Linked DNA regions of Mus musculus: regions 2, 3, 4, 5, 6 and 7 are each linked to region 1. A link is a contact called in public Hi-C, HiChIP or PLAC-seq and promoter capture Hi-C data. All regions are on one chromosome and are shown on one strand. The core of a region is the stretch at or near the end of the contact, and the rest is flanking DNA. Distances in the headings are between cores, read along the strand shown. Region 1 holds the start of Srf (serum response factor). Region 2 holds the start of Hsp90ab1 (heat shock protein 90 alpha (cytosolic), class B member 1). Region 3 holds the start of Slc29a1 (solute carrier family 29 (nucleoside transporters), member 1). Region 4 holds the start of Tmem63b (transmembrane protein 63b). Region 5 holds the start of BE949265 (cDNA sequence BE949265). Region 6 holds the start of Mrps10 (mitochondrial ribosomal protein S10). Region 7 overlaps F630040K05Rik (RIKEN cDNA F630040K05 gene).

What was found. Promoter capture Hi-C pulls out the DNA fragments that hold promoters and counts their contacts. A called contact is a pair of places that touch in the nucleus more often than the background predicts. HiChIP or PLAC-seq counts read pairs in DNA pulled down with a chosen protein or histone mark.
Region 2: an HNF4G HiChIP or PLAC-seq map of pancreatic cancer cells shows a contact between it and region 1. The contact joins the promoter of Hsp90ab1 here to the promoter of Srf in region 1. A contact is called at or near these places in 2 of 39 promoter capture datasets (hippocampal neurons and liver), 2 of 484 Hi-C or Micro-C datasets (CD4 T cells and erythroblasts), 3 of 115 datasets of contacts at active chromatin or transcription factors (astrocytes, bone marrow-derived dendritic cells and pancreatic cancer cells) and 1 of 9 other capture datasets (pancreatic islet).
Region 3: a contact with region 1 is called in an HNF4G HiChIP or PLAC-seq map of pancreatic cancer cells. The contact joins the promoter of Slc29a1 here to the promoter of Srf in region 1. A contact is called at or near these places in 5 of 39 promoter capture datasets (the SN4741 cell line, hematopoietic stem and progenitor cells, hippocampal neurons and 2 more), 2 of 115 datasets of contacts at active chromatin or transcription factors (astrocytes and pancreatic cancer cells) and 1 of 9 other capture datasets (pancreatic islet).
Region 4: a contact with region 1 is called in a FOXA1 HiChIP or PLAC-seq map of pancreatic cancer cells. The contact joins the promoter of Tmem63b here to the promoter of Srf in region 1. A contact is called at or near these places in 3 of 39 promoter capture datasets (hippocampal neurons, liver and neural stem cells), 2 of 484 Hi-C or Micro-C datasets (muscle stem cells and regulatory T cells), 9 of 115 datasets of contacts at active chromatin or transcription factors (astrocytes, cardiomyocytes, craniofacial prominence and 6 more) and 1 of 9 other capture datasets (liver).
Region 5: a promoter capture Hi-C map of pre-B cells shows a contact between it and region 1, with 13 times the contacts expected there. The contact joins the promoter of BE949265 here to the promoter of Srf in region 1. A contact is called at or near these places in 7 of 39 promoter capture datasets (the C10 cell line, embryonic stem cells, hippocampal neurons and 3 more), 1 of 15 datasets of contacts at CTCF or cohesin (large pre-B cells), 3 of 484 Hi-C or Micro-C datasets (the G1E-ER4 cell line, the N1E-115 cell line and rod photoreceptor) and 10 of 115 datasets of contacts at active chromatin or transcription factors (cardiomyocytes, differentiating embryonic stem cells, embryonic forebrain and 6 more).
Region 6: a contact with region 1 is called in a Hi-C map of regulatory T cells, with 5 times the contacts expected there. The contact joins the promoter of Mrps10 here to the promoter of Srf in region 1. A contact is called at or near these places in 1 of 39 promoter capture datasets (liver) and 1 of 484 Hi-C or Micro-C datasets (regulatory T cells).
Region 7: an HNF4G HiChIP or PLAC-seq map of pancreatic cancer cells shows a contact between it and region 1. The contact joins the enhancer-like site here to the promoter of Srf in region 1. A contact is called at or near these places in 4 of 39 promoter capture datasets (the C10 cell line, embryonic stem cells, liver and 1 more) and 2 of 115 datasets of contacts at active chromatin or transcription factors (large pre-B cells and pancreatic cancer cells).

Annotation. Positions count from the first base shown.
Region 1 is chr17:46,554,319-46,557,865 of GRCm38.p6, forward strand. It overlaps Srf (serum response factor), which reads right to left and starts at 1,844. Exons shown (of 7, transcript NM_020493.2): 1 at 1,010-1,844. The coding sequence starts at 1,510.
Region 2 is chr17:45,571,325-45,574,871 of GRCm38.p6, forward strand. It overlaps Hsp90ab1 (heat shock protein 90 alpha (cytosolic), class B member 1), which reads right to left and starts at 1,937. Exons shown (of 11, transcript NM_008302.3): 1 at 1,843-1,937; 2 at 441-587; 3 at 89-295. The coding sequence starts at 587. It overlaps Gm35399 (a long non-coding RNA gene), which reads left to right and starts at 1,991. Exons shown (of 2, transcript XR_385595.1): 1 at 1,991-2,072; 2 at 2,173-3,466.
Region 3 is chr17:45,593,514-45,597,060 of GRCm38.p6, forward strand. Slc29a1 (solute carrier family 29 (nucleoside transporters), member 1) reads right to left here and starts at 2,017. Exons shown (of 14, transcript NM_001357771.2): 1 at 1,969-2,017.
Region 4 is chr17:45,684,688-45,688,234 of GRCm38.p6, forward strand. It overlaps Tmem63b (transmembrane protein 63b), which reads right to left and starts at 1,531. Exons shown (of 24, transcript NM_198167.3): 1 at 1,430-1,531. Mrpl14 (mitochondrial ribosomal protein L14) reads left to right here and starts at 1,662. Exons shown (of 3, transcript NM_026732.3): 1 at 1,662-1,740.
Region 5 is chr17:45,729,192-45,732,738 of GRCm38.p6, forward strand. BE949265 (cDNA sequence BE949265) reads left to right here and starts at 1,728. Exons shown (of 2, transcript NR_169044.1): 1 at 1,728-1,973; 2 at 2,392-3,027. It also overlaps a transcript of 1600014C23Rik not described here.
Region 6 is chr17:47,367,011-47,370,557 of GRCm38.p6, forward strand. Mrps10 (mitochondrial ribosomal protein S10) reads left to right here and starts at 1,877. Exons shown (of 7, transcript NM_001146212.1): 1 at 1,877-1,944. The coding sequence starts at 1,897.
Region 7 is chr17:45,750,238-45,753,784 of GRCm38.p6, forward strand. All of the region lies in intron 2 of F630040K05Rik (RIKEN cDNA F630040K05 gene), which reads left to right. Among named protein-coding and RNA genes, the nearest start is that of F630040K05Rik, 18 kb to the left of the region's middle. Within about 2 kb of position 2,009, at least 134 of the 459 cell types and tissues checked have an H3K27ac peak or open chromatin away from gene starts, as enhancers often do. A contact at or near this core is called in pancreatic cancer cells, where this site is marked.

The DNA.
Region 1 (3,547 bases), core at 594-3,093:
ACAGGAGGAGGAGGAAAGGTACTTTCTACCTTTCCCCAAAACCTTCTCCATGATGATCAAGGGTTACTGATAAGAGAGTACCCAAAACGATGAGAGCTACATCTGCAATAGATATTCTGCTATGAGAACCCAGCTAAAATACTGAATCCACCTTGGAAGCAGATGCATCGTCTACAAGATAACAACACTGGTTCCCACCCAGGTTGTAGGTGGTTTCCCAGTCCCTCTGCTTCCATCCCTTACAGTTTGTTCTAGACTCCAAGACGACTCCCATCCTTGCCACTTTTGATAGGATACCATCTGGCAAATGATACCTCTACAAATCTTCCTGACTTCCCCCCAACATTCCATACTCTGATTTGCTCTAGAGCTGGAAACCCTACCTGTACCAAAGGCCGGCGATTCTGCAGCCAGCCCCGAGGCAGCATGAGATTTCCACAGAAAGCAACGGAAGACACATGGGCAGGGCGGGACTTGGTCCCAGCTCGCTGTTCCTCAAGGCAGCAGCAGTTTCTCCCGCCTAGCTTCCTCACCTGGTTCCTAACCCTGCCTGTCCTTCAAAGCCCGTACAACTCGAGCGATGCCCACCTTTCCTCCCACTCAAGCTCTCTCGCTGCAGCTGTCATCCAACTCCTGCCTCCTCATCTCCAAACCTTCTGCTCCCTTTCCCACCGCCCTTCGCGCACACCAGGACACAGAGGATCTGCGGATCCCGGCGTCTGGTTATCCTGCACTCCTCCAGGACCCTCTGTCTCCCGCGCGCTGGTCACTCCCACCTCGGCGCCTTCGCCCAGGATTCCGGACGTTCGCAGCATCTCCCCTCTCCCCATATTTCCCCGGCGGCCCCTCCCCTTTCGCCAGGCCAGGGTACAACCATCCCCTCCCACACACCTCCTGCGGACTAGCCCGCCTCTCACCTCCGCCTCGGCTCTGTCTCGCTCCGGGGCTACCTTAGAGCGCACCCACCCTCCGGTTCCCCCCGGGGCGCGCCAACCTCCGGCTCCGGTACCTTCTTCATGATGCCCGTCTTCCTCTTGCTGAAGGTCGTGTAGCGCCGCAGCTTGTTGTCGATGAACTCCATCTTGATCTTCACGCGGCCCCGGGTCTTCTTCCCCGGCTTGGCCCCGCTCACCGCGCCGCTCACCGGCCCGTAGCCCCCGGCGGCCGCCGCCGCCGCCTCAGGCCCACCGACCACCACGCCGAGCTCCATCTCGCTCAGGCTCCGCTTGAGGCCGCGCCGCTCGGCGCCCAGCTCCTCCTCCTCGCCGGACTCGGAGTCGCCCTCGCTGCCGCTGTAGAGGGCCCCGGCGGTGGGCGCCGCTGCCGCTGCAGCCTCCCGCTCCAGACGACTCTGGCCGAGCCCCGCGCCGTTCCCGGGGACCCGGCCCCCGTTCGCCCCGCGAGTCCCGCCGCCGCCGCCCGGCCGCCCCGTCGGGGTCCGGTTCAGGTTGCCCCCCAGGGCCGAGCCCCGGCCCAGAGCCGCCGCGGCCCCAGCTTGGCTCGGTAACATGGCGCTCAGTGCAGGAGGGCTGACGGGCAAGTCAGCGAGGAATCGGGGCAGCTGCCGCCATCGGCTTCTCGGTTCCACCCGGCACTCGCGCTGTTACTAAAGCCGCTCTTGCTGCCGCGGCCGCCGCTGCGAGCCCGGGGCCCCTGCACGCCCGGGCCGACCTGGGCCCTCACTTTCCTGCCCCTATGGCCGGGGTTGCCCCAGGCCGCGCGCAGCGCCCCCTGTCCGTGTGCCGGGGAGGCGCGCCCTGCGGCCGTCAGCGTCCCCCGCGGGGCAGGGGCTGCTGGCCGCGGCCGAGACCGCGGGTGGAGGGGGCCGGGACCACGCGCTGGCTGCGGAGGTATCCCCCAACCCTTCCCCCCCCCATATAAAGAGATACAATGTTTCCTTTTATGGCGAGGCCGCTCCTTATATGGCGAGCCCCAGCGCCCCCGCCCCATTGGTCCGCGCTTCCGGCACCTAGGCTCCCCATTGGCCCGAAGGGGACACTTATTTGCATAGACATACCGAACTCGCTGCTGTCATCCCCGCGTCAGACCGCGATTCCGTGGGAGGGAGGAGCCAACTCCTTAAAGGAACAGTGGAGCCGAACCAGTTCCGCCCCCCTGGGTTGGAGAGTAGTGGAGTGTTGAAACTATCCTAGAGGAAGGAAGCCTGGGAGAGGACTGCAGGGCAGAAGAGGGAACCCCTGAATGGATGGGGTTTGAAACAAATAAAGAGGAAGACTTCCTAATTCCAGCGAAAGAGGGCAGGGATAGATTGGAGCGCTTCTCCCACCACTTCCTGAGTCTTTCGACTCCGCTAGCCCAGCGGCTCTGTCGCGCACTCTTGCCTTTCCCTCTCTTTTCAAAGGATCAACACTTTCCCACAAGTCTGGCTGCGAGGTCACATCGTTCATCATCCTCTACACTGGGGGTGGAGGGGTATCTTTGGCAGACACACATCTGGAGGAGGCACAGAGACATCCTCCCATCCATGATGGGGGCAGGGCGGAAAGTGAGAGATCAGTGAAGACTTCCAGCTGCCGGCTGTGCTAAAAGGGGGGTGGGGGGTGGTCTCGAGGCTAAAGCACAGGCCTGAAAGTACAGTGGGATAGAAAATTTAAGCAAGAGAGTGATCGACATTACAGGTCCACAGGAGTATTAAAAAATAAAAAGATAGAAAGGTTAAAACGTGGGTGTTACAAAGCCCAGGTTAAGGGTCTGAGAGTCTGAATCTTTGCTCCAAGCTAGAGAAAATATCTTGCACTTCTATGTTACTGAAACTATTTAAATCTGGCCGGACGGTGTGATATACACATTTAATTCTAGCTGTTCCTGAGGTTGAGACAGGAGGATTGCCTGGAGTTCAAAGCCAACCCGACCTACATAGTGAGTGCCAAGCCAGCCAGGACTATATAGCAAAACCAATCAAAAAGAAAAGTATACAAACATTGGGAGCTGAAGAGATGGCTCAGCAGTTAAGAGCACTGGCTGCTCTTCCAGAGGTCCTGGGTTCAATTCTCTGCAACCACATGGTGGCTCACAGCCATCTTTAACTCCAATTCCAGGTGATCTGACATCTTCACACAAACAAGTGACCTGGTCCATTCTCTGGTGTTGGTACCTGTACTGGCTGGTTTGCTGGTTTGGCATCAACTTGACACAGCTAGAGTCATCAGAGAGGAAGGAGCCTCTGTTGAGGAAATGCCTCCATGAGATCCAGCTGTGGGGCATTTCCTCAACTAGTGCTAAATGGGGGAGGGCCCAGCCCACTGTGGGTGGTGCCATCCTTGAGCTGGTAGTCCTGGGTTCTATAAGAAAGCAGGCTGAGCAAGCCATGAGCTTTCCAGTAAGCAGCACCCCTCCATGGCCTCTGCATCAGCTCCTGCCTCCAGGTTGCTGTCCTGTTTGTTTCTTATCCTGACTTCCTTCCGTGATGAACAGCAATGTGGAAATGTAAGCTGAATAAACCCTTTCCTCCCCAACTTGCTCTTGGGTCATGATGTTTCGTCCCAGCAGTAGACACCCTGAGACAGTGCCCATCCCTCAAGTTCTA
Region 2 (3,547 bases), core at 687-3,186, 980 kb before region 1:
AGTGTCCTAATATGTAATACCCTAGACAGACAAATTTTAACTTAAGCAGTAACAAATTAGAGGACGGTGTGGATGAAAGGCCACACACCTGGAGAGCCTCCATGAACGCCTTCGTGCCAGACTTAGCAATGGTTCCCAGGTTATTAATGAGGTCAGCCTTGGTCATGCCAATGCCTGTGTCCACCAAAGTCAGCGTGCGCTCCTGAGGGTTGGGGATGATGTCAATTTTCAGCTCTTTCCCACTGTCCAACTTAGAAGGGTCCGTCAGGCTCTCATATCGAATCTTGTCCAGGGCCTGTAGTAAACGCAAAAAGCCAGATTATTTTATTTTTCCAAACAGTCCCTCCCCCTTCAACATCAACTGAACTGTTCTTCTCAATCACTCCCACACACACACACACTTCCGTGAAGCCTTAGAAATTCAACAACAGAATACTCACATCTGAAGCATTAGAGATCAACTCGCGGAGGAAAATCTCCTTGTTTGAATAGAAAGTGTTGATGATGAGGGACATGAGCTGGGCAATTTCTGCCTGAAAGGCAAAGGTCTCCACCTCCTCCTCTCCATGGTGCACTTCCTCAGGCATCTAAGAATGAAAGAATTACTACTAAGGACCATTATAGACACACATTTTAATATCCAGCTCAAACTTCTTTAGTCTGGGAAAGTATCCAACCCAAAGAGACAAGAGCAGCCATTTTCTTTAAAAAAGGACATTTAAGCTACAATGGCCAAGACAAAAATGACAGAAAAAAACCTAAAAGATGGGTTTTCCAGAACAGATGCCCAAAAGTCAAACTCTTGAACATTGGCATGTTCAGTGCATAGCTCACTGACTCTGAACAGAACACCTGGCAATATGGTAAAAATCCAGACTAAGTTAACAATACATAAAAAAGAACCTCAAGCAACCCCTGGTACTCACACCCCTTAACTACAATCTCCTCATTGGGGTGAGGAACAACTTTAACAGAAAAAGCAGTCTTTTTTAATTTTTATTTTATTCCACCCAGCAGGGCAAGAGAACCTTGAAGCTGTAGTCTGGGAGGCGCTCACGGGGCAATTAAATCAGGACAAAGAAATCAAGAGCTCCACCGTGACCACTCACTGTGCAGACTTGCATAGGCCGGAACCCAAGTAAAATGGTGGCCCAGCCGTCCAACGACCCTCGTCACTGCCGGACATGCGTCGGCAGGAGCCACACGGGGAGGGGGCGCCATTGAAACCCTCCCACCGCCCCAGCATCCGGGCACTGGGGCGGGGCGCCCAGGCTTCCAGAACAATCTGAGCTCCGGGGAGGGGAGGAGAAAGGGAGGGACCTAGGAATCTTCTCGTGCCTGCTCTGTCTCTCCTCCCCCGCCCTCCACTGGGAGGGCAGAAAGATCTGGAAAGGGAAAGCGCGGTGGGTTCCGGCGTCCCTGCTGTGCACCCCTCCCCAAAATCAAGCACGTTGGTACCGGCGGCGTCCGGGGGAGGCAGCCAGGCCAACCTCCCCAGGCCTTGCTGAGTCACGCAGAGCAGCCCGCCACCGCGCGGACCCTGCAGCCGCGCCCGGAAGTGGAGGGCAAACATGGCAGCGTCCCGGGTCGGCGACTACCACGTGCGGCCGCCCACCACCTGGCCGGGCCGCACCCCCACCCCACGCTCCGGGGAATCCACCCGCCCCGGGGAGCCTCGCGTGCAAGCCCGCCGGGGTACAGCCCGAACCTCTAACCTCTAGACACGTTATCTCCACAGGCTGCCCCGCCGGGGAAGGAGGCTTTGGGACAGATGAGATGGAGGCTGGGACCCCGGGAAGAAGCCCCCGGAGAGCCGCCGGGGACGAGAGACCCCGGCCTTACCTTGACGGGAAAGCCGAGTAGTAGTACAGAGCAGGGTGGTGGGCCCGGACCAAGTCCGACTCGCACGGCAAGCCTAGGCTGCGCGGGGGTGACTCAAGAGAGCTCCCGAACGCCCCCGACCGCCCTATATAAGGCGAAGCACAGCCCGGGCCCCGCCCTTGGATCCCTCCGCCTTAAAGGAGTGGCTGCGGGCCACGCACCTGCCGCCGCCCGCCCACCTTGACGTCATGGTAGCAGATCGTGGAGGGGGCGGGGAGGAGCGGGACCCCGGGCCTGGTTCCTGAGTCAAGGCCAATTCAATATCGTTTTGCACATCCCCCATTTCTGCAGGAGTAGGACATGTCCCCCCTCAAGATGAGCAGGGAGCATGCATATGCAATTAGGGATGTATCTGCGGGCGAATACCCTACGGACTGCCTCAGAAAACTCAAGGTAGGCGCTTCCACCCCCCCACCCCCCAAGAGTCCAGAACTCAGGGGACTGAAAGAGAATGGAGGTGGCCAACTCGGCTGCCATTTCCAGACCCGATCTTACTAGAATGTTCCCTACAAATCGCACATCAAGAGAAAAGGATGATAAATTCCTTGTCCAACTTTAAGGAGGCCCCCGATTCCCCCATCCCCACCCTCCCGGGTACAGCACAGCTTCAGGCTGGGAGCCGCTTTCCCCGAGGGGAGGGGCACGGGCCTGGGCTGGTAGGGACTCTTTGGCGGCCTGCGGCGGAAGGATCAGCAGCGGTGGTGCTGCGATTTCTTCCAGCAGTTTCTAGGCCTGTCTCGGCGGTCTCCACCCCTCCCCCCTAGGCTCCACCTCCCCTGCTGCGGCGGGGGCAGTGTCTTCGTCGCCGCTTGGCTGGGTGGCTTTTTTTTTTTTTTTTTTTCCCCTACCTTGATCTTACCCTGGGAAGAAATTTTCCCCAAGTCTGCCTACCGTGGGCCAGGGTTGAACGACCCTCCACGCGTGGCCCTAAGAGGCCCACATAACAGTGGGGGAGTGGAGCGCAGAGGGAGGGATAGCTGACCTGGATCGGTCACAGGGCACGGGGGCTGTGGGGGTGAGTGACTGCGGACACCTTCTAGTGAACAGAGAACCGAGCTAGCAGCTTGCGCTACTGGGTAGAACACTCCCCACCCCTCAGCCTCCCCGGTCTCCCACGTACACAGCGCGCGGGTACGTGCGCCCTCCCTATGTGAGCACAAGCTGTTTCTCAAGCTGGTTTCGCTTCTCTAGCCTCTTCCCTACTGCATGCAGCTCTTTGGACCTAGAGAGGAGCAGGTCCCAGTCTTTTCAGAGAAGCTGGAGTTCTAGGCATCCGCATGAAGGTGCTGGTCACAGGTTGGCCCAGTTCCAGGAGCCAGAAAACCAAGTTGTGCCAGTGCCTCTGTTCTAAAGGTGGCCTGCCATGTCCTTCAGCTGGCAATCTAGCCTTGCCTTTTTCCAAGGCTGCATCTGGAAGCTTGTTGGACTGATGAGCCCTCCAGTAGAGGATGGGCACTCAGTGCTCTGCTATCTTAGCTCATGCTGGCTTGTGTCCCCACACCACCGCCCACACCTTTGTTCCCGGTGCTTGCCTGCAGTCTGTCTAATGTGCATTCATTGTTAAACAGTAGTTGCTTTCTCCTTGCCTCTGTCTACTTCGTCTGTTATCATCCCATCCTGCACTGTCTGTTAGCCTCTCCTTAATTCTGTGTGTGTGTGTGTGTGT
Region 3 (3,547 bases), core at 767-3,266, 960 kb before region 1:
CGGGGGTCTCACAAGCTAAGAAGCTGCAGAAGCTAAAAGTACCAGCGAAGCTGGGAGAGATAAAGGGCCACCCTGTAGCTGGGAGATAAGACAGCAGCCCAAGCAACCGGCTCAGCAGGGGATCTAAGCCTGTGGCAGCCAGGTCAGCTCTCAGGTGCAGCTAGAACTTCAGTCCCCGCCCACCCAGACAGGCGTCACAGCTGGTCACCCTGAGGCCCTATAGCCGCTTTTCTATTCTGCTGTGGGTGAAACCCAGACGGGCCAAATCCCTCAGTACTGGACAGCAAAGCCACACACCTCCAGAAGGAGGCAGAAGGCTCCTGCTGTTGGTTAAGGACTATTTGCTGAGGGTCTCTGTGGGTCCGCCAGGCATCCTCCTAGGCACTGGGGACAGAGCAGCAGCAAACAGTAGCACTGCTATTTATCTAGGACAAGAGGGTTCTGCTGCGGCTGCGGGGAGCCTGAGGACTCAGGTTTCTATTAGATAGTAGGGAAGGGACCCCATCAAAACATAGCTAATTCTCCACCGAGCACCCCACACCTCTCCCATGCACCAGCAAAAGTGAATACAGCCACAAGCCAGAGGGAGGCTAACTCTTCCATCATAAAACTGGCTTAGGCTTGGACAAGTATACACATACATATACACACACACACACACACACACACACACACACACACACACACACATCACTTCTCCCCTTGCAGAAATTCCCACCTCTCGGGTTCCACCCACATCCAAACATTCCATTTGCTGCTTAGGGGCTTTCTTTACTTTTGTCCCAGTAGAGATCTGATAGCAGTTCAGGGCCTCTGGTATCATTTCAGCCATGCCTTGACCTGCCGAGATGGAGAGGCCCTGAAAGCTATCGCCCATCTGAGGCCTTCCTGCGTCCTAAGGGTCCTCTCACATAGCTCAGTTTCTCAGCCTAGTTTCTGCTACATCGGAATCTTCTCTTGAAATCTGAGGATGCCCCTCTTCCAGCTGCCCCGTTTCTACTAAACAGTTAGGGCGATTGAGGTTTAAAGAGGCTCCATCACTTGAGAAAGCCCGCAGAGCTGGTGAATGGGGGTGACAGCATCAATACTCAATGTACCGATCATTCTAGATTCCTTCTCAAGTGGGGAAGGCAAAATTAACAAGGCTCCTCAGCTATTCGTGTAGGCTTCCAGGAAGGCAACAGTGCTCCAATTAAAGGGTTAAAACAAGTGGGAGATTCAGGCCATTCTTTCACATAACATTAGTTTCAGAGTCATGACAACTCACAACCATTCCACCACGCATATATTATTGTATGCAAAGGTCACACAAGCAGGACAAGAGGAACAGGACGGAAGGAGGGTTAATGGAGAAGAGGGGGTTGGCTCAGGCTTGGCAAGAGGACCCGAATGGGGTATAAGGTGCAGGGGTGGAGAGAGCCTTCATCCAAAGGAAGCCTGGGTGTGCGCGTCAGTCCTTTATCTTGTCACACGTTCACTCTCCGCGTAGAGTAAATGAGGACTCGCCCAGGAAAGGGAGGCCAGGAACAGGAGTTTAGTCTGTAAATGGCCAGCTAGCTCCCTTCACGTCCATTTGTATTCCCGCATTCCCCATCCTCCTGCCTCGGGGCAGAAGGCAACACAACCCCTCCCTCTAGTTCACACAGGACTGTAGCATTGAACTACCCACACGCCGATCCTCTGCGGAAGTCAACACAGCGACAGTCGCTTCCAGGCCCAGAAGCCAGGCTGTCTTGGGCCCAGCTCCGCCCTGGTCCCCACAAAAGGAGAGTCCCCCTACCCAGAGCCAGGCCCATGCGCGCCACGTGCTGGCGCTGCTCTGCACGCGCCGCGTGGGGGCCGCACCCCAAAGTCCCTGTCGCGGCCTCGGAGCTGGCAGACCGGGCCTCCTTTTCCCTCCTGGCAAGCCGGACACTCCACTCTCTACCCCGGAGTCCCCAACATGTCCCACCCAAGCCCTACGAGCACCTGCTGGAGAAGGACACCTCCGGCGACGAAATCTGCGCGCTTGGCCAGCGCTTCCCGCGCCCGCCCGAGCGCTTTCAAACCCGCCCTCTGCTGGGTCCGCCCCGGGCCCGTGGGAGCCACCTCCTCCCGGCGACAGCCCCGCCCCCAGGCTCCTCGCCGCCCCCTCAACAGTTCACCGGCTCCCAGTCAGAGACCCTACGCCTAGGGCCGCCAGGGCTGCTGGCTTCGATGGCGGAGCACGTCTTTGGACCCTTCCCAACTGTCACCCGGACACGCGAGCCTGGGAGGGGGGCACGGGCCCCCCACTGCGTACCCCTAATTTCCGCGCTGGCCCTGCGCTCCTAACTCCTACACATTCCACGGCGGGACTCTTGCACAGACAGGCCCTCTGCTCACCCAGGTCCAGACGCCCCCACAAGCCACGCTCCACCTCAGGTGTTCCGTTATCCCTCTCCGAACCCCGCCCACGCCATTATTCACACTCCACCGTTTTACTGCTAGCAACCCCCTCACACACACACACACACACACACCCTTCTAATACATCCTTTTTCCTTTCCACTCCTCCTTTTCCCTTCAAGAAGACTTTCTGGGATACCTCAGATTTGAGCGTTCTGGAACCCAGACGCTGGAGGTGTTTTGTTTTCTCTCTCCTGCCCTCAGACTCGCCGCACACCACACAAACAGCATCTCTCCCCCCCCCATCCCCATGTTGCCTTGAAGGCTCCTTTATGAAGGCATAAGAGGACAGCCCTGAGGCCTCTAAGAAAACTGAAACACAGCTGGAGACCGGAGAAAGGGGAGCCAGGAAGAAAGGCCTCACATCCTGCACATCTTTGTCCTAGCCAGCATTTCACTGTCCCATGTCCCATCCCAAGATAACCCTCGGGGCTAGAAGCCTTGCTGAGCCTCTTACCATTCATACCCCTCCCCTTCCTTCCTTCCCCCCCCCCCCCCCGCTGGGGTACAAAGGAGGAGGGACCCCCTACAGTAGCACTCCCTACTGATGTATCCCAGAAGTTGGGGAGGGTCCTGAGGCAAGAACATCCCATCCAGATTGCCTGTCTCACCCCACCTCCCTAAGGAACCTGTGCTCCAGAGAAACCATTGGAGCTAATTAACAATTACCAGTGCTAACATCGTAGGGAAAAGACGCACTCAGTCTCCCCAGAGGACGACTGAGCCCTTAGGAGGTAGCTGACTCTGTAGGACAGTGGGTTCTCTCAAGCTGCTCTGGTGGGGGCGTATACAGCCTTCCTGCTCCCACAGAGATGACACATCTCCCCACTAGCACTAAGCAAACAGAGGGCAGGAAGTCAGGCTTGGGTGGTATTTTTCTGGGCACTATCCCATGGCTTAAGAGTAGCCTCATGTCTGTCCACAACGCCAGATCCCTGCCCTGTTTGTCTGGTCTGTCTCTCCCTGCCTTTGCCTCCCTTCTTCCGTTGCCCCCCCCCACACACACACACCTCACCCCCTCTTTCCCTTCCCAAGTCTGGCTCTGTTACCATAGCTGGCACAGCTGTGGGAGAGATCGACTAGGCATGGTCAGGCTGGGAGCCCTTGTGTGCAAAGTGAG
Region 4 (3,547 bases), core at 281-2,780, 870 kb before region 1:
TAGGTTAAGTAACTTGCCAAGGTCGCACAGCTCAAAGAACAGCGGAGCTGGGATTTGAACCGGGTTTTCTGTTACTCTGCTGTACTTGGAAGGAATTTGTACCGATGCCAAAAAGGGGTTCTTCGCGACTTATCACCCATCTTCTGCCTCAAAACATCCCCACCCACCTACTCGCTCACTCCCTGGCCAAGACTTCAACAGCAGGCCCCAGCATGTGCTACCTGGTACATGCCAGGACGTAGACCCTCTGGTACCCGGGAGGACAAAGGTGCTGGCAGCATACCCACCACCTGAGCCTGGCAGCCACTCCCCTTCCCCTTCTCTCTTATATCTGGAAGGCAGAGGGCTGTGGTCCCCTCTTCAGGAGGCGTTGGGTACAATCTCATTCACCCGACTACTGCAGACCGGGAGGAGGTTCAGGGTCAGGGAGTGGTACTCGGTAGAGAGCAGAGCCCCAAGCCCCTCTGAGCAACCGGCCGCCAGACTTCCGATCAGGGGACCAAGGCGGGTGGCAGCACAAAGCTCCAAGGGCAGCCAGCCCCTCTGACCTCTCTTCCCCACTTCCCGGGCATCCTTGCTTTTTCTGAGCAACACAACGACAAGCTTTGGGACAGTCCGCACCAGGCGGTCAAGACGGCCGGGAGGGACAAAGCGCGCCCCCTCCCCCTCAATAGGGCCTTTGCCTACTCCGGATTCGCGTCTGAATCTTCTCCCCACCGCACCCTCCAACGCAGGCCCGGGCGGCTCATGAATGAACTGCTCTGTGTGGGGCGCAGGAGAGGACATGCTCCCCGGGCCGGCCGCCCTCTCCAGCCCGCAGATCAGTCCCCACCAGGGTTGGGGCAGCTACTCGTCTGGTGCTAACACCTCGAGCCCTGCCCTTTGCCCAAGCATGAACCCCTTGCTTGAGGCCGGCTTCGTCCCCAGCAACAAGAAAAAGAATTAAAAAAAAAAAAAAAGAGAGAGACCGAGGGCATTGGACTTGGCGACCCTAGAATGCAAAACTCGGGGGCGGAGGCGGGTGGTTCCCTTCAGCGGCGCCGGCGGCTGGGGAGCAGCTGGGACCGGAGGAGGGCCGCGCAGGGGCCGCACACCTGGACGGAGCAGGTGGAACTAGAGTGGCACTCGAGGGCCGGGACGCAGGGGTCCCACGCCTTGGAATATTCCTGAGGGGCGGGGGTAGAGGACGGCGCACATCTGGAGCCCCGACAGGGGTGGGAGGACTCACATCTGGCAGGGACGGTGCGGGTTTGGGGACAAAGCGTGCCTCCGTTGGGTCCCGTGGGGCCCGGGCACCTCTGGGTCCCGCAGGAGGTGGAAGGGAGGGGACGCGCAGCTGAGTCCGGGTGCTTTTTTTTTCCTTCCTTGGGGTGGTGGTGAGATCCTATGAGCCAAGTAAGGGGTGCTGGGGAGGGGTCCGCGTACTCACCCCTAGGCGCAGACTCGGCTCCGACTCGGGAGCCCCGGCTCCGGGCGGGGCGGGGCTGGGGAGGGGGAGGGGGAGTCGCCGGGCGGCTAGAGCTCTGGGCTCCTGCGGCGGCCGCGGCAGCGCGTGGGGGAGGGGGAGCAGAAGGAGGGAGGGAGGGCCGGGGAGGGGCTCCCGCAGGACCCGCCCCCACGCCGCACACGTAGAAAGTGCGCGCGCACTCACGGAGAACCCCTGGCGCGCAGGCGCAGCGTGCGGGGCGGGGCCTTGCCAAGCGGGGGTCCGTGGCGGGAGATTCCCAGGCTGTTAACGCGGTACGGTGGGGGCTCAGGGGAACACCTCGCACCCCTCGCGCTGCTTTTCCCGGTTTCTTCTCTGCAATAAGGGAGGCGCTGTCGGGGAGGGGTGAGGACAGGCCTTACTGGAAACCCAGTGTCAAGTGAGAAGGGTGCTCACTCTTCGCGAGGCCTCAGATCTGGACCCTCTCGCTGCCTTTTTGCCAAAGGCTTCGGGGTCCGCGCCTCCCACGCGCCCCCGATGCGCCCACCTGCTTATCCAGTTCGGGATGTAGAGCCTCGGGGAATGGGGGCTGAGATCTTGCCTGGGTTAAGTGGCTAGGCCGGTTGCTTTGACGCGTCTCCCGCAGTTTTATCTGCTTCTCTCTCTTGCTGGGCCTGGAGATGAGTTTGCTAGAAACTTCTGTGGTGTAAAGAGGGAGTCTTTGCTTTTGCTTCTGTCAGGCTGAATGACTCCTTTTGCACCGGGGATTCCCTGTATTCTCAGTTCACCAAAGACCTCTCCTAGTGGGGGGGTGGGGTTAAGACTTGAGAGTTGGAGAGGTGGAACGCCCCTTTTCTGTATGTCACCACACATCTCGAATACAAAGACACGACAGATACCACCTGTTAAATTTCGAGGTCTTAAAGGGGACAGAAGAAATACTGCTTCCCGCTGTACGCAGTAAGTGAGCTTTACACGCTGAGACTTAGATGAGGAACTGTGTAGCGGTCACAAGAGGCGAGACGGGATCACCTTGGATTACTTGGGAAATGGTGGCACCCAGGGAGGGTCTTGCATCACGACTGGACACTACCATCCTGGTCACTGTGTTTGCTGTATGTGGCTATTCAGCTGCTCGTTTTGTAGCTGGGGGTTTGCAGCTCTAAGATTTGGTCTGTTGAAGTGTCTTTCAGACACTCCCATGAGTGGCTTGGAAATCAGTTTAGTAGATCATGGCCATCGTGTGTGTGTGTGTGTGTGTGTGTGTGTGTGTGTGTGTGTTGCGCCTACAGTAGGTATTCTGTCTTGGGACACAAGGGCATGGGGGTGTATTAGGTGTCTTCTACTGTTTCTGTGTGTTGTAGAAAAGTTTGGGAAAGTATTGATCTCTTGTATACCTCTCGCTTTCCTTAGCTTGAGTTTTTAGTCAGTTAAATCCTCTGAAGATGCAGTTGATAGTACTAGTAATGAGCACATTGGAATTGGCCATCAGTGGGGTTTGCCCGTAATCCTAGATGTAGGTAGCCGTTAAGGATGTCAAGGCCATCCTTAGCTGCTTTGGGTGTGTAAGGCCAGCTTGAGATTGCCTGACACCAAGTCTCAACAAATCAAACCAAACATACAAATTCCCCAACTTTGAGGATTTTGGTGGTGGTAAGGGAAAGAAGATGGAGCTGCGTCTGCCGCTGTAGACTGCCTGGGGCTGTCACTGAGAAGCTGTATTGAGGAAACAGGTTTTGATGGGGCTGGTGGTAATGGTGGCACACCTGTGGTGGCACAAAGCCCTCCAAAACCAAGATTAAGGACTTTTGCATCATCCAGGATTCTGGACATCTAACTGCGGCATATATCCTATAACAGCGTGCTACTTGAGAAACGGGTTCAGGAGCTCAGAGGCTCAGACTCCCACTTTATTATTTTTTTTAGAATAGTAGAATTCCAGAAACATCTTCCAGTGATCTCCAGAAGCCCCCAAATCAGCTTACCAGGCCCCCCATCTTCTATTATCAGTGCTGATGTGCTGTTTGGCCTCAAAGTGAATTTTATTGTTCCAGGAGTGTGGTTCATGCTAGTTTTCTATCAATACACACCTAAATTAATAAAATTATGTACAAAGTTCCA
Region 5 (3,547 bases), core at 478-2,977, 830 kb before region 1:
TGCAGAGATTTGAACTCACACAGCCTCACGCCCTCTGCCCCTTTGGGGAGCCCCGATATCTTTTGTCTAGGTCTTCTGCACACTTTCCTAGCCCCAAGCACAAGCTGACGCAGACCTCCATTTTTTCTGGCTCCCCACAACCTCTGTCCCAGCCGCGCTGGCCTTTCAGAGCTTCTGTTTCCCTCTATCTTTCTGTGTTCCCAGTGTCCCTGCAGTGGAGATCTCTGAGACACCCATTCCTGAGACTGAGCAGGGTAGAACTCGTGGGGCAGAGTTCTGGCCCAGAAAGTCCAGAGCACTGGGCCCTGGCAGCTGGCCTGGCACATGTCTGGCATAGCCAGCCTGCAGGCGACGTGTCTGCCCTGCCGGAAACTTCGAAGTTATCAGAGGGGAGTGAAGGGGCTGGGACTTGTAGCTCCTGGGACGTGCAGGGACTCATGCGCTGGAGTGAGTGCACGTGCCTCTGTGTGTGTGTCTGTCTGCACGTGCAGCTGTGTGGATTTCAGGCCAGAGGAAGGGTGGGAGGTCTGCTTTCTCGGCTCCCCTCAGCCTCTCATTCTAGCCTCATGTGGGGGTTCTCCTGCACATGACCTGAGACACTTCCATGTTAGACCTGTCTCCTCTAGTGGGTGATGATACAGCCTGGCTGTCTGTGTGACAGTTCCAGATGGGGATGTCCTGGGGACACCTGACCAAGCCAGCCTGAGACTTTAGCCTGGGTTGTATCCCCCCCCCCCCATCACAGACTCAGAAATGAATGGGGAAGAAAGGGCTCCTTTTTCCTTCAGTTGCAGAGCTAAGGAGCAACCCCTTGAATGTGCTTGCCCTCCTCTGCCCTGCTTCATCTCCTGGGTGTTACATTCCACAGTGGAAAGTGATGCCTTGCTAAGATTACAAACAGGGCCGGCCTGGACTGCCCTGGGATTGCAGGGGCCAGCCTTTCCCACATGGCTCTCCCCCTGCCAAAGGCACTGGTAGGGGCTGATACTGGTGCATCCCAGCCTGAGGGAGAATCAGGACCTCTGGGACGGGGGCGGGATCGTCTGGGTCATCCTTCTTCCACGGGGTTGACACTTTGGAGAGTAAGGGGTCTGTGTTCAGTTGTCCCTAGTCGGCTTGTTCAGGGGATGGCTGGGGCCTAAGCCCTTGGATCTCTGCATGCCTGGCCTCTTCTGGCCCTTCACTTCTGCTCTTACCCCCCTTCAGGTTGAGCCCCCATCCATACTAAGCTGGAGATTTCCGCAGGCTCAGCCAACCGCCTGACCCTAATTATGGCGCCTTCATCCTGTTGGGGTTAAGCTCCTTGTGGCCTCTCCACCCCCCCCCCCCCGACCCCAGGGGCCAGGTCTGGGGTCAGAGACTAAGGAGGCCCAAGCCTGCTATGGCACCTAGAAAGAGCTGTCTGGTGTCCTCCAGGGGGTGGGGGGCTGGAGGAGAGGAGACCACTATGGGTCCAGGCCAAAAGGTTAAGTGGTTTCTCTGGAGAAGCCTAGGGACAGGGAGTTACTCTGAGGGCACTGGAATCTGAAGTCCAGTGCTCTGAGGATGGTTCTACCAAGAACCATTGAGAAAGAGTTCGAAAGGTAAGCCTGCCTTAGCCCTACTCTGCCTGGTTTTCATTTCCCTATTGCTCAGGACTGGGCAAGCATGGCTGGCCAGAAACCCTGCCCAGGGGATGGCCACAGTCAGCCAACTTGAGACTCGGCCTGTGGCACAGTTAAAGAGTCCGAGGCTCAGTGAATGGCAGGCTCTGGACGCAGCTCACCCAACAAGCTGGGACTTGAAGTTTCTAAGCCCAGGCCAGGTCATTTCCTCTTGCTCTCCTCTGTCCCCTGGAGACTTCTTGTCTGCTGTCCTGTTTGTTGAGTATCATCTCTTCTCATCTCATCTGTGTGTGGAGCTATGTGGCAGAGAGGAGCGGGTCACCTCTTTGTGCCTTGCATTCCCCTTTGTGATACCGACGAGAGGGAGAGGTAAGCATGGGGGGAGGGATAACTATTTCTGCTTCTGTCTGGGGTGGGGGCTATAACAGCAGGGACAGGAGTGCAGAAGCTTCTAGATCATGCCCCTATCCAAAGCAGCTGGTGTTTTGGAGCCAGGCAGAGCGGCTCTGCAGAAGCTGACCTGATTTGCCTAAGGGCCCCGCAGTTACAGAAATGACCACTAGGTGTCAGCCTCAGCTCATACTTGAAGTGAGGCTAGGCCTCCAGGTTGCAAACCCCCCTCTGGAGAGTTGGTTGCCCCACAGTTGCTTAGGTGGGGCAGGTAGTTGCTGCGGGAAGGGGTCTGAAGTGACACACCTTCCTGGGACCCGGATGACCTGGGTAAGAGGCTCGCTTCAGATTTTATGTTCAACAGTTTGCATTCTCCTCTGTCTCGGGATGTATACAGATTCTGCTGCACACAGAGGCAAGACGACCCACCCCAATCCCTGCAAGCCAGATCCTGTGAAGACAGCAGACCAGCCAGTATCCACAGCAGCCCCGTGCAATAGGCATGACTAGCAAGTCCCATGCTACAATGAGAAAACCAGTGCTCGCACCTCTTACCCACTTAGAGGAAGACAGGGTCCTCTGAAGCCAGATTCTTTTTCTCACAACAGATGGATTTCTGGAATATTCTAGGATGTCAAGCTGAGGCAGGCTTCCTGTAAGGTTAGGAGTAGTATGGTTGATGATATCCAAAATGAGCCCAGTAGATGGAAGAGGGGTCTTGGGGGTGCCTGGTGTCATACATAGGCAGGTTGTAGACACAGGGTGAGTGGGAGCCATTCCCTGTCCATGTCTTCCTCTGAGCAATCTCCCACTCCACGCTTCTGTTCCCTTCATCTGTGAAGTGTCTACAGGTGGACTTGTTTCGTCTCCATTCTGTCCCTGACACCTGCTCCTTTCCAGGACAGATACTAAGATGGACTGGACAAGCCACCCCCATATAACACCACTTCATGTTTAGACCAGCGACTTCTCAAGGTGTTTTTGATTTTGTGTTCTAGCAATTAAAAAAAAAAAAACAAACAAAGCTGCGTATATACATACTTGTGACTTAAGATTTTGTTCGTTTGTTTTTTGAGACAGGGTTTCTCTGTGTAGACCTGGCTGTCCTGGAACTCACTCTGTAGATCAGGCTGACCTCAAACTCAGAGATCTGACGCCTCTGCCTTCCGAGTGTTAGGATCAAAGATGTGCATAACCATGCCCCAAAATGTAAGTAAGCATTTTTACATATTCTTGTATTGCCCCCCTTTGGTGACATGTACTCATGCTAATTGGACAAAGGTTTGATGAGATACAAAATGAGAAAATGCATAGGTGTTTTGGAGCTCTCTCCCAGCATGCCTGTACGGAGCATACGTGTCTTTGTGACAACCTGATTGCTGCAGGCGTGGGGGGGGGAGGGGCAGCTTAGCCCCTCTCAGGATGGCCACCACTCAGGATGGCCCACCTTTTCTGTCCCAGCCGAGGGAGGGAGAAACCTCAGGCCACAGGTGGGAAGGGGGAGCCGGGTTGCGTCTTGGGATAGGGAGTGGGGGCTGGTGGGTGGGGTGGAA
Region 6 (3,547 bases), core at 627-3,126, 810 kb after region 1:
TCTCTGTGAAGTGGGGTGGGCAGGAGGGTACCTAAAGTCTTCTCATCCAAAAGAGACATCAACACTGAACATCATCATAGACAGAAACAGCCCACTGTAAGAGTAGTACAGTCCTTGAACTAGGATTGTGAAGGTGGCTACGGGTTCAGCTGGACCTCACCATATGACGTTGGCCAAGTCAACTTGGCTCTGAACCTCACCTTAAAATTATGATACAATTACTTCTGTGAGCATAAGATTAGGTATCCTAAGTGAGAGTCATTCCCTAGTTAGGGGTGCAGTAGACTCCCTGAGCTGAGACCACCCAGAAGGACTGGAGGCTGGGTGAGAAGCCATCATGAAGGACCATACGGAGAGATGGATGCAAAGTCTAGAGGTAGTAAAGAGATTAAGGTTGGGGTACTGTCAGAACAGATCATTGGCTGAGAGGGGCCACCAGAGCTAATTCTGAGGACACTTCTGGGTTGCCTGTGCAGGTAGGGCATAGCCAAATCCAGCCACACACTAGTTAAAGATTCTGTTTCCATATAGAGATCACATATAGGCCCGCCTGAGGGGCAGGAAAGTGGTCCATATTCATAAATCTCTCATCAGTTGTGCCATCTGGACATTCTACCCTTTGCTTAGTTCTCTGGCCTGCCAAATAAGAATTAATGCCTGCTTGTGGGAGACCCAGCTTTACATTGGCATGATGGTTTATGGAGATATAGTATTGGCTAGTTTTGTGTGTCAACTTGACCCAAGCTGGAGTCACTGGAGAGGAAGGAGCCTCAGTTGAAGACATATCTCCATACGATCCAACTGTAAGGCATTTTCACAACTGCTGATCTGTGGGGGAGGGCCCAGCCTACTGTGGGTGCTGCCATTCCTGGGTTGGTAGTTCTGGGTTCTATTAGAAGGCAGATTGAGCAAGCCATGGGAAGCAAGCCAGTAAGCAGGACCCCTCCATGGCCTCTGCATCAGCTCCTGCCTCCAGATTCCAGCTCTGCTTGAGTTCCTGTCCTGACTTCCTCCAGTGATGGACTGTGATCTGGAAGTGCAAGCCAAATAAACCCTTTCCTCCCCAGCTTGCTTTTTGATCATGTTGTTTTGTAGCAGCAATAGAAACCCTTACTAAGACATATACTTTGTTTCATTCGCATTAAGTTGACCCTTATTCATTTTCCCAACAACCTCTTAAGGCCCAGGATGTAGAAGAGATGTCACAAATTCAGGATGACATTTATCATGTAGCATTTTAATCTCATTTAATCCTCTACTGCAAGTATGATTTGTTCTCATCTCTACTTGGCAAGTGAAAGAAAAAAAAAAAAAAAAAGGGGGTTCAAAGTACGGAAGAAATTTGATCAAGTCACCCACCTAAATAGAAACCAGAGCGCCTAAGTGTGGAGCTTCCATTATGCTAAATTGCATGGGAAGGCATTTTGAAAAACACAATTTAGAAAAATCCATTAACAAGCCTGGCATTCCGATGGTGTGAACAAAGTTTAAGAATGAAACGCCTTTTGCAATAAGGTAAAATGTTAGAATTTGGACTCAGTAGCAGCAGCAACTTCCTTCCCAAGTATTTCTGTTGTGTTTGTCTCTAAGCAAACAGAACCACCCAAGACAAATAGGATCTTAGGATAGACAGCGTATAGATAGAACCTGGGAGTTTATCCAGACGGCGGAAGCGACGCATCCACTCAAAACCTTAAATGAATGAGTGAATAATAAATAAGTAAATAAATAAGAAAATAGAAAATTTAAAATATAATTTTAAAAAAATTCAAGGAGCACCGTCTCTATGGTTGTTTCAGTGTCGGAACACAGGAGACACTCTTTCCTTTTCGAACTCTATGGTTCGCGAACAATGCTGTGACCCCGGAAGCGGTCCTGGGCGATCAGGGCACCAAGATGGCGGCGCGCGCAGCGTGTGTGGCTCTGTGCCGGCGCCTGCAGCAGGTAAAGGGGTGGGCGTGGGGTCCCGGCTGCCGACGGCGCCGTCATCGTCGAGTCTCGCTGCCACCCTCTGCCCGACCCGTACGGAGTCATCCTCCGTTGGAGGAAGTTATTAGAAAGTGACAAGAAAAGGGCAGGTTTTTCTCTCGAGGGACCCTACATAAATTGGCAAGACGGGAGCGAGAACCGTAAGACGTCAGAGCAGGAAGGATGAGGAAAACGCGTTCAGAGCCCTCCCTCCACGGTAGAGAGGGCCATGGAAACCGTGAGCTCAGAGAAGACAACGCTGGTCTCGGATTCTTAGGAACCGAGCCAGCAAACGCTGGGTCACATAAAGCCCCGGTGCAGCCCCACTGGGACGCCCTGCTCGCCTCCACGGCTGAGGAGGTGACCCGAGAGCTCCCAGGTCAGGGGAATGGGTCAGATCTCCCTCGAGAGGGTCTTTGAAAAAGGAAAACTTGCCTGGAGTTCGCATGGCATGAATCACAGCACTGGGGAAAGGAGGCAGGCGGACGAACTTCTGGGTTCGAAGACAGCCAGGTTATGTATTGAGATCCTATCACAAAAATAATTTAAATTAAAAACAAAAAAACCAGGCTGTTCTCAAGAACTTTGGTCTTGAAACTTTTGTGACTCTTCTCAATGGTCATTTAGTAGTTTTGAAAATAATGCTCAGAACTGGGTCAGATGGCTGACCCTGAAATAGCATTACTTGTAAAACCTGGCTTGCATATTGAGGCCCTGTCCCAAAATAAACGAATTCTTTAAAAAAGGAAGAGCTGACACTGTGGCTCGGTTGCTCAAGGGCCTAATGCCTAAAGCTGGCCCTGTCGGCCCCACAGCAGCATGTAACCCAGAGGTGGTGGCCCACACCTGTAATACCAGCCCTTGAGAGGCCAAAGCAAGAGGCGCACGCCTTTAATCCCAGCACTCGGGAGGCAGAGGCAGGCGGATTTCTGAGTTCAAGGCCAGCCTGGTCTACAAAGTGAGTTCCAGGACAGCCGGGGCTACACAGAGAAACCCTGTCTCGAAAAAAAAAAGGATCAAAGATTCCAAAAAGTTTGTTTTTCATACTAGAGATTGAACCCAGGGCCTTGCTTACACCAGACAAGGGTTCTGCCACTGAAGCCCATTTGTAGCCTTCTGTGGGACTCGAGTGGTCTGCTAGGGTTGCCGAGCCATCACTCCAGCCTCGATATCGTCCCAGGTTAGTTAACACTTTAGAAAGCCTGCTTTCCAAAGCAGAAGCAAATTTGAAGAAGAGTAAGCCTGGGACGCAGCCTTCCAGCAAAGGCAGCTTTTCTCTCGTTAGTTTTCGCATACCATCTTTTACTAGATGGTACAACCCACGCAGCTCTGGAAGACTCCACTGAACACCAAATGGAGAATGAGAGCAGAAAAGTCTTGAGTAATGTCATGGTGAGTTTTGGTTTCAGGCCTCCCGAGAGTATCTTAAGAATTCATGGGCAGCCCTGGCCCACACTTGTATAATCACTTACCTTAGGAAAAATATCAAGCCGGGCGTGGTGGTGGTGTACACCTTTAATCTCAGCACTTGAGAGGCAGAGGCAGGTGGATTTCTGAGCTCGAGGCCAGCCTGGTCTAC
Region 7 (3,547 bases), core at 759-3,258, 800 kb before region 1:
CTGTCATGGCGGTCACACTCAGACTTTAACATGAGGAATGTATGGAGGAGTGATTCTATCTGTTTCAATGACGTGCCCAACGTGGCTTCAATGTTGCCCGAGCCTTCTCTTCCTCAGGCAACAGGAGCTCAGCCCCTTTTCTTCCTGGGCTTGTGTTTGTCCTCCGTGGTGCCTGTGCTATCCTGCCTGGCCTCTGCAAGCTCCTTTGGGCAAATGGGGACATGGTTGGGGGATATAAGAGCTGACAGCACCCCTCCACAAGGGTTGCTAAGCAATGGGTTTGCAGTTTGTTGCCATCCCAGCAGGTCCCCCCACTCCCCTACCCTACATCCCAAGGATGCTGATATGGGTTTAAGATGTCTTTTGGGTCTCCAGGGGCTAGGGCTGGTGTTCCAGATAGGGAGTCCTATTTCCTCTTCTACACGCACATCCCAGGCCTCTCTGCTCCTCACCCTCCACTGGTGTAATAATGTGGCATGCACAGAAGAGGCGTTCCTTGCCAGAGTCTCCACATCAGCCAGGTGAGGAAGGGTCTGCTCTTTCCAGGTAAGGGTCCCAGACCTAGAGGGGAGCTCTACCTGGGGGTCCACCGGAGGAAAGGCTGTATCATTTAATGTTTGGTTTACATAAGATGCATGTTCTCACTCATGTGCTTGAACCCTGGAGGTAAGCACTCCTGGGGTAATGCAATGGTTAAGCGCTGGGAGGATCCCAGTCTTGTCTCTTATTGATCTACTAGCTTTCCACTTCCAAGGTCATCACAGTTCCCAGATGGCTTCTGGCACTCTAGCCAGCATGAAGGACAAAGACATCCTGAAATAGGAGCTCTCCCTTCTCTTTATAGGAACTTCCTGGAAGTTGTATTTACTTCTTTGTAGGAGAAACAGCAGGCCTCACTGACAAGGTGGTGGCTGCTTCTGCATAAAGTCAGGTGCTGCGCAGCCTCCCAGGTAACTTCAGCATGAGGGCCAAACTGAAGTCTGCCTGAGAGCCTAGAGAGTGGTGACACAGACAATGACAGCCAATGGGGAACTGCCACTTGGAGGACTCACTTGCTTGGTACCAATGGGATGATGGTGGAGGGTCTAAAGGGCGCTCCCTGGGAATTAATAAAGGTGCTTGATACTGCGATCTCACCTGCTCCCCACTCCCAGAGTCTGATCCAAGCTGCCTCATCCCCAACCCCCAAGGGCAAGTATGGTTGGGCAGTCCAGGGTGCAAAGCAACATTTCTTATATCCCATTGATTAGAATTCAGTCATCCAGCCAAACCTAGCTGCAAGGGAAGCTGGGAGGATGTAGTTTTGATCTTATGTGCATCTGGCTAAAAAAAAAAAAAAAAAAAAAAAAGATGAGGTTCCTCATCTTTCTTCTTCCTCTTCCTCTTCTTTCTTCTTCTCTTTATGTATATAAGTACATTGTACCTGTTTTTGGATACACCAGAAGAGGACATCCTATCCCACTACAGATAGTTTAGAGTCACCATGGTTGCTGGGAATTGAACTCAGGACCTCTGGAAGAACAGACAGTGCTCTTAATCACTGAACCATCTTTCCAGCCCATCCATCTTCCTGTTTTTAACAACATTGATTTTTCTCCCTTCTCCAAGGTCTTGGTTTTCCTGATACTTAGTGTTTACTGCCAGAATTGTGAATGGCAGCCATGTAAAGATAGGTACGTCTACCCTTATCTCATGGTAGACTGATAAATAATAAATAATTATTAATTAACTGACCTTTTTACAGTTGGGCCAGTTGAACTCCAGAGAGGTTGGGTAATTTTCCTTAGAGCACACAGCTGGGCTGGGAGCCCAGTACCTGTCCTCCCCTTTTACTGGTGCCCACTGTAGGGGTGGATGTGCTGGACCCTCATTGGGTTGGACAGGAAGAACTGGAATGGCCTGAGCCCTAGGAGGGGGTGTGTCTGGAAGCCGAGGGCAGGCAGGGGTGTGGCCTTAGGCACAGGTGTCTTCTCAGCACTTACTCAGTGCATGGTCAGCGACACGTCTGAACAGGGCACTGACGGGTTTGGGGATTTCTGCTGGCGCCAGATGCTGGCCACTGTAGCCACATCCTCAGACGCCACATTTCCCCAGATGAATGTCCGAGACCTAGTGGTGAGGGAAGGCAGATATACGGGACAGCTTGGCTCACTTTCCCTGTCTCCCTCCAAGCCACCCTGGTGATACTCACTGCCCCCTCTGAGTGTGTGTGTCCATGTGTATGTGTCCATGTGTGTGTCTGTGTGTCCATGTATGTGTCTGTGTCCGTGTCCGTGTCCGTGTGTGTGTGTGTGTGTGTGTGTGTGAGAGAGAGAGAGAGAGAGAGAGAGAGAGAGAGAGAGAGAGAGAGAGAGAGAACGCTCTTTGTCTTCGCTTCATGAATGTGCAAGCAGGGCATCAAGTCCCTGCTAGGCTGCTTGGTGGGGAAGTGGAGAGACTGCAAACGGTTGAGAGAAAAAGTCTAGACGCTAGGCCTGAGGAAGCCCATCTGGGCTATGCCTCTACCTCCGGGTAGGACTGTCCTTGCTGACCCCCGATATAAGGTCATTGCCCTGGCCTGGTGTGGAGAAACTCTGCGCGTAAGTGTGGTTACTGCAGCTTACATTACTGTGGTTAGTGATGTGGGTCTCTGGCCAAAGAGGAAGAGCTCAGGAGCTGTGTGAGTCACAGCTGGCGGACTACAGCGGGGTGTGTTGGGGACAGTCCTGAGACGCAGATGTGACCTCTGCCCTCGGGAGGTCTGGCCAGATGTAGACAATGAACAGAAAGCACTGTTTGAGGCTGGAGGCCCTCCCCTCCTCGAGAAAAGACCTTCCTGGTTAACTGTGATGAAATTTCTCTGGGATTGATCTGCAGTTCTGGCAAGATGGGCAGATCCGGCCAGGTCTGGGCAAGGAGCACCTGCGAATGCTGTACCAGGGACGGGACATGGCAGAACGCTACGCTGCTGTTAGAGTCTTTACCCACTCAGCAAGTGTGCCAGGTGCTCAGGGAAGACTGGCATCAAGCAATTTGCACAAATAAAAACCATTACAAACTGTAATGTGCTGGGAAGGAGAACCCCAAGTGGGTTCTGGGAAACTCACCAGGAACTTGGATTACCTGAGGTTGGACCTTATATTGAAGCTGACCTCCTGCCTAGCTGGGCTCTCTCTCTTTCTCTCTCTCTCTCTCTCTCTCTCTCTCTCTCTCTCTCTCTCTCACACACACACACAAACACACATGAACACACACATACACACAAATACTCACACACTCACCCTCACAGATACACACACCCACACACACTTACTCATACATGTACACACACACATTCGCACACTCACTCACTCACACATGTACACACTCACACACACATACTCACTCACTCTCACACATACTTAAATACACTCACACCCACTTACTCATACATGTACACACACTCACACCCACTCACATACTCATACACACATACACTCACACACACACATATACTCACACACACTCACACATACATATAAACACTCTCACACACACTCACGCGTGCTCACACACACTCTCACACACA